Linked DNA regions of Sus scrofa: region 2 is linked to region 1. A link is a contact called in public Hi-C data. All regions are on one chromosome and are shown on one strand. The core of a region is the stretch at or near the end of the contact, and the rest is flanking DNA. Distances in the headings are between cores, read along the strand shown.

Evidence for each region. Hi-C and Micro-C count contacts between places; a contact is called where the count stands out from the background.
Region 2: a contact with region 1 is called in a Hi-C map of skeletal muscle, with 4 times the contacts expected there. The contact joins the promoter of ZFYVE27 here to the promoter of PI4K2A in region 1. A contact is called at or near these places in 3 of 47 Hi-C or Micro-C datasets (embryonic fibroblasts, heart right ventricle and skeletal muscle) and 2 of 2 datasets of contacts at active chromatin or transcription factors (alveolar macrophages and skeletal muscle).

Annotation. Positions count from the first base shown.
Region 1 is chr14:109,006,696-109,009,522 of Sscrofa11.1, reverse strand. It overlaps PI4K2A (phosphatidylinositol 4-kinase type 2-alpha), which reads right to left and starts at 1,380. Exons shown (of 9, transcript XM_001929034.6): 1 at 811-1,380. The coding sequence starts at 1,245.
Region 2 is chr14:109,087,090-109,090,046 of Sscrofa11.1, reverse strand. ZFYVE27 (protrudin) reads right to left here and starts at 1,288. Exons shown (of 13, transcript XM_005657447.3): 1 at 1,072-1,288.

The DNA.
Region 1 (2,827 bases), core at 131-2,630:
CCCATTCCTTCCCATCCCCAACCTCCTTTAAATACATGCCAGTGATAAAACAGAGGTCAGCCAAACACTTCGCCTTCCTGAAAAAAGCAAACTTCTGAGTGTCCTAGGTAAAAAGTGAAGGTTAAAAGGTAGTTGATAGTCCCATGTTTCTCAAACTTCACATTCTAAACTGAGGAACCATAAAAGAGGATTTGAACAATTTCACAGAAGTGAGCAATGATCAGTACATATGAAACTGGTGAATCCACCCACTCTATCACCAACGTCTGCCAATAAGAGACCTGGGACGGTAGCAGGAGACATCTCCACAGCACAGAAAGATGGAAAAGAACCCTCAGAGCCCCTTATGGGTCACCCATTCTCCTCAATGCACAGCGACAACACTGGTTCTGTCCATAAAGAGAGAACGGGCTTAAATTTGTTAAGTCAGTGGACAAATAGCAGTCTCTATAGTTTAAAGCTCAGGAACCTAGTAGAAAGCAGCATTTCCCCGCGTTTCTGTCCAGAGGCCGATTGCCCCACCACACTGCCGGGCCCTTCGCCTGTATCTGGTCAATTTCCTCTTTTCATTTTCCGCTCCCTCCTCCCCTACCAAATAAGTTCTGATTTATTTCTTCATTCCGCAGAGCTTCTCCATCTCCAGTCCTCAATGGCACTCCAAAATCCTGCCAAGAGGCTCGGCACTATGAAGTTTATCCCTTTTGCAGCCTTTCAGCCCCCCTTCTCCCTATGGCTGTGCGAAGCCTCAAACTCGCCCGGCAGGCCCACCCTCCCCGAAGCCCGCGGCCTCGGTCCCCAGCCCGCTCTCACCCCCTGAGGGTCTTTGACGAAGTAGCTTCCGCTGGAGCCCTGGTAGATGCGCTCGGGGAAGATGCAGCGTTCTATGGCTAGCTCGGCCTGCCGCACCACCGCCTCGAACTCGGGGTCCTCCGGGAACTCGTTCCGCTCGCGGTGGGCCTGCGCGGCATGAGCCGCCGCCGCGGCCTGGGCGGCCAGGGCTTGGGCCTGTGCCGCCACGGTTTGGGTTTGACACTGGGCCGCCGCGCCCCGGGCCCGATCCAGCAGTGGCTGTCTTTCCCGGTCGTGGCCTGGTGAGCCCGGCGGAGAGGGGGCTGGGCCGGCCGCCGACGCCACGCGGACCGCGCCCCCCGGCACCTGCGGAAAGTGAGCGCCCGAGCTGGACGGGAAGGTGTAGTCCGGAGGTTGGGCCCGCTCGGGGGACACTAGTGGGCTCGTCTCGTCCATCCCTCAGGCCGCGGGCTCCGGGACCCGGTGCGCTCCACACAGCTGAGCTCCGGCCCGGACCAATCCGCGACACCCCCCAACCCGCGCCTGGCCAACCAGATTACGGTGCTTCTTGGCCCCGCCCCCACCCTCCCTGTTTACTTGGCGACGAGTAGGCACGACCCCTCGCGCGCAAACAGCAACCAATCAGAACCAGCGCCTACGCAATCGCGGCCTCCGCAGTTTTCGCCCGTCACCTTCTGTGAAGATTGCGCATGCTCCAAGAGTCAGCGGCGGGTCAGACACGCCCTCTGCTTTTTCGATCCTACTCTGCACTTAACTTCCGATTGCCTGCGCCTGTTTGGGAACCTTCAATAAAGCCGCCTACCTCATCAGTCAGTCTACTTGAGTGCCTATTATGAACGAGCTGAGAGACTGGAGAACTCTTGATCTGGAGTCGTTGCATCGTGCACTCATTCATTAAATATGTATTGAGCACCTCCTGTTTGCTGGAGAGACAGAAGAGAAGCAAAGAAACAAAAATTTCTACCTAAATAAAAAGTTTTTTTTTTTTTTTTAACTCTAGTCTTCATGTAGCTTACACACTGCCTGACCCAATGCTTAGAGCATATTTTTTTGGTTTTTTTCCTTTTTGTACTTTGAAGGCTGCCCCCGCAGCATATGGAGGTTCCCAGGCTAGGGATCCAATCGGAGCTGTAGCCGATGGCCTACGCCATAGCCGCAGAAACGCCAGATCCGAGCAGCGTCTGCGACCTACACCACAGCTCACCACAGCGCGGGATTCTTAACCCACTGATGGAGGCCAGATATCGAACCCGCGCGTCCTCATGAATGCTAGTCGGGTTCGTTGACCGCTGAGCCACCGTGGGAACTCCTAGAGCATATTTGTTAATTGAAGAAAGGTATGGTCCCATGAGACTAAAAAATTCCAGGAGTTCCTGTCGTGGCGCAGTGGTTAATGAATTCGACTAGGAACCATGAGGTTGCAGGTTCGATCCCTGGCCTTGCTCAGTGGGTTAAGGATCTGGCATTGTCATGAGGTGTGGTGTAGGTCGAAGACGCGGCTCGGATCCCTCATTGCTGTGGCTCTGGCGTAGGCCGGTGGCTACAGCTCCAATTAGACCCCTAGACTGGGAACCTCCATATGCTGCAGGAGCGGCCCTAGAAAAGGCAAAAAGAAAAAAAAAAAGAGTCCATGACCTTTTTTTCATCACTGTAAAACCTCAGTGTCTAAATGTACAGTGGGTGCTCAGTACATTTTTGTTAGTGGAAAAGAGGACCATGTAGTCCCTGCCCACAAGCTGAAGACACACAGCTCTCTGAGGCCTAGAAGAAAAAGAGCCGATATTGAGAGCTGGAAACTCCATATTAAAAGTTCAGTGACTTGGAGGTTGGTTGGAGAGTCAGCGAGGGCCTCAAGTTCAGCGTGTGCTGTGAGTTGTCTTAAAGGAGGAATGTAATTAGGTCACTGGAGGGCACAGTTACCCATGAAAAATTAGTCAGTATTCAATCTAAGAAAGAAATGGAATATTTTATTCAAAACAAACCTGAGGATTATAACGTGGGGGACAGTCTCTCAGAG
Region 2 (2,957 bases), core at 39-2,538, 81 kb before region 1:
ATCTCTGTTATTCAAAGGTCAACTGTACAAAATCCTGCTCTTCTGCCTCTCCATTTAATGTTCGTTTCCCCACAGAGTATAAACCATAAGACCAAGCACACATGGTTGCTGGGGGAGGTAGCCTGAGGTCTCAAGAAAAATGATGTCCTGAAATATTTTTCTCTTTATCTGGTTACTTCCTACTCATCCTTCAGGTATCAATTTAAACATCACTCCCTTGTTCTGAGAAGTTTTGCCACCACCCCTGGTTTGGACAGGGAGACCCTCCCTAAAGCATTTATCACGCCAAAGCAAAACTCCCTGCTTTCTTGCCAGTCTGCCCCTCTTAACTTTGAGCTCCACCAGGTCAAAGACCATGTCTTCCATTCACTACTGTGTCTGCATAGAACGGGCATGGAATAAATGCTCACTGAATGAGTGGATTAACTGCCCATCCTCCAGGACTCCAGAGCTTTCTCCAGCCCCACTGCATCCTCCACTTTCTGTTCCCAACTACCTCCTGAGCCACTTCTGCCCATCACCCTTCCTTGCCCCCCCCCCCATTTAGCCCAAGAGGGCAGTCATTGCCTTCCATAACACTTCATTCCCTTCGCTCCTCTGATGAGGAGAGCTACAAGAACTCTCGCCCTCTTTCCTAAATTTCAAAGTCCTACCCAAAGACTAAGCAGTAAAGGAGACAAATTCTCAGAGCACAGCAACAAAAGCCATGCGAGGGGCTGCGAAGGGAAAGAGAGCGGGGAGCGAGGCGAAGGGGGGCGGGGGGAAATGAAGGACAAGGTAACAAAGGGGCCACCAGGAACCCGAAAACTCCGCAGGTGGAGCTAGGATGAAAGGACCCAGAACAGACGTCAGGTAAGAACCCAGGAAGGGGTGAAGCACGTCTGCTTTGTCAGGGGCCTAACCACCACCTCTACAGCCCAGGAAACCTGACGGGGCCCCTAGGCCCAAACCTGGGAAGGCCACACCCAAGGTCGCTGGGCCAGCCGGTGGCGGCCCCCACCGAGTTCTGGCGCCCAACTCCGCACAGTCGGCGAACACAACAGGGTGGGGAGAGGGTGGCACCTCACCTACCCCGTCGCTGGGTTGGTGGGGGAGGGGCGGGGACGGCGAGGAGGCACTGATAGGGCGACCGGACCCTGGGCCGTTTCCTCAGGCTCGCCCCACCCCGACAAGGCGCCTCTTCCCCAGGCCGCTTTGAAGTCTCAAGACCGTGAACTTCCTCCGCCTCCCCCGCCGCCGCCGCTTCCGGGACACGCTGCTCTGCGGTGGCGTGCTCTTGACGTCATCGCGCCTGCCCCGCCTCCGGCCCCCGCTCGCGGGTTTAGCTCCGCCCACCCCAGGACAGGTGAGTGTTCGCATCCACACTGCGCCTGCGCCTGCGTGCTTGCTTTTCCTCGTACCAGGTCCTGAGCGCTTCAACTCTAGTCCCGCCCGACTGCGGGTCGCAGTCTTGCGGAGCCCTGGGAGAGCTCGCTTGGGGATCTTGCCCCGCGCAGCTCCCGCCTCGCTCTGATTCTTGCAGGGAACAGTTAGAGAGAAGCTAATCTGAGAATGTACGTCTGCGTCCTCCCCATCACCAACTTTGGCACTTAACCTCACCCCCTAGGGACCCTGAGCTTACAAAAGGCAGAAATCATATCCTGCATGCCTGACGCCTAGCAGAGAATGCCATTCCGTTCAGTGTTTCCTGAGTAGTACCGTGAGCAAGGGCCTGGGCAAGCCTTTCCCAATTCAACCTACTTCTTACTGTGTTGCCGGGTTAATCGCCCTTAAAGCATGTATCCTATACCTTTGCATTAATGATGACACTAGCGTTTATGTACATAGGGCATAACAGGCGCCAAGCACTCTACTAAGATCTCTATAGGCATTATCTTTTCTAGTGCTCCTCCAACAGCCCTGTTAGGGTTATCACCATCTCACAGATGAGGAATCTGAGATGTATCAAGGAACTTCAGTGTCACTCATCTAGTATGCAGATGGGAGCTGGGATTTTAACCTGACGTGTCTGGCTCCCCCAGCTATACCATCACCACCTTAGTCTGCATTTATCCCCTGCTCTTCCCTCTCAGGAGCTTCTTTGGCCAACCGAATCCCTCTATTGTTACTTTCACATACCCCTTTCATTCTGGTCTCTTTACATCACTTGTGCTGTGAGCTCAGGGAGGAATGCCCTTCTTCCAGATCCAACCCATTCATCTAAGCAGGAGTCCGATGTTTGCACTCCTTCCCTGATTGTCCCAGCCAAAGTAATCACTTCCCCCTCCACACAGCCAGAATGTAGGCAGACCCAAATTCCCTGCACACCACTAAGCCATATTCAGAAATTGCCCTGTTTCTTAGAGGAATGAGCCTGGCTTTGTGCCTGGGCCAAGCTTGCCTCTCCTTTCGGAAGAGGCTAGGAGAAGTCAAGAAAGGAGATTTTTTTTCCTTCGGTATCTTCACCTGAAATTCCACCATTCCACCATTTACTCTAAAGGTAAGTTTCCGTTTCTTTGCAATCCCCCCCTCCTTGGGTCTGCCTGGACCACCGATCTCAGGCTAACTGTGCCTAGTAAATTTATTGGTTCTCTCTCCTGGCAGCTATAGAATTGAGGGATATCATTCCAGAACTCCTAGACATTATTTGAGCAGTACTTTGGAGGATACAAGAAGTCTCTAAAGACCAGAAAGGGACAACAGTCATGGCCAACATCAATGAACAAAAGATTTCCCTAGGAGCTAGAGCCTTGAGAACTGGCCACTGATTTCTGAGGCCTGACTCTGCATTTTTATAAAGTTCCCTTGGTTCCTTCTTTCCCTTCTCTAGCAACTGAGTCCTCACTTTTGCCTCAAATTCTGGCACCACTGATGTTTCCCCTGGATAGCAGATAGGTGGGAGAGACCAAGGGAGAAAATAAAATGGAAATAGAAGATATAATAAATATCTTAATTTGACATTTTACAGAGGGTAGTCT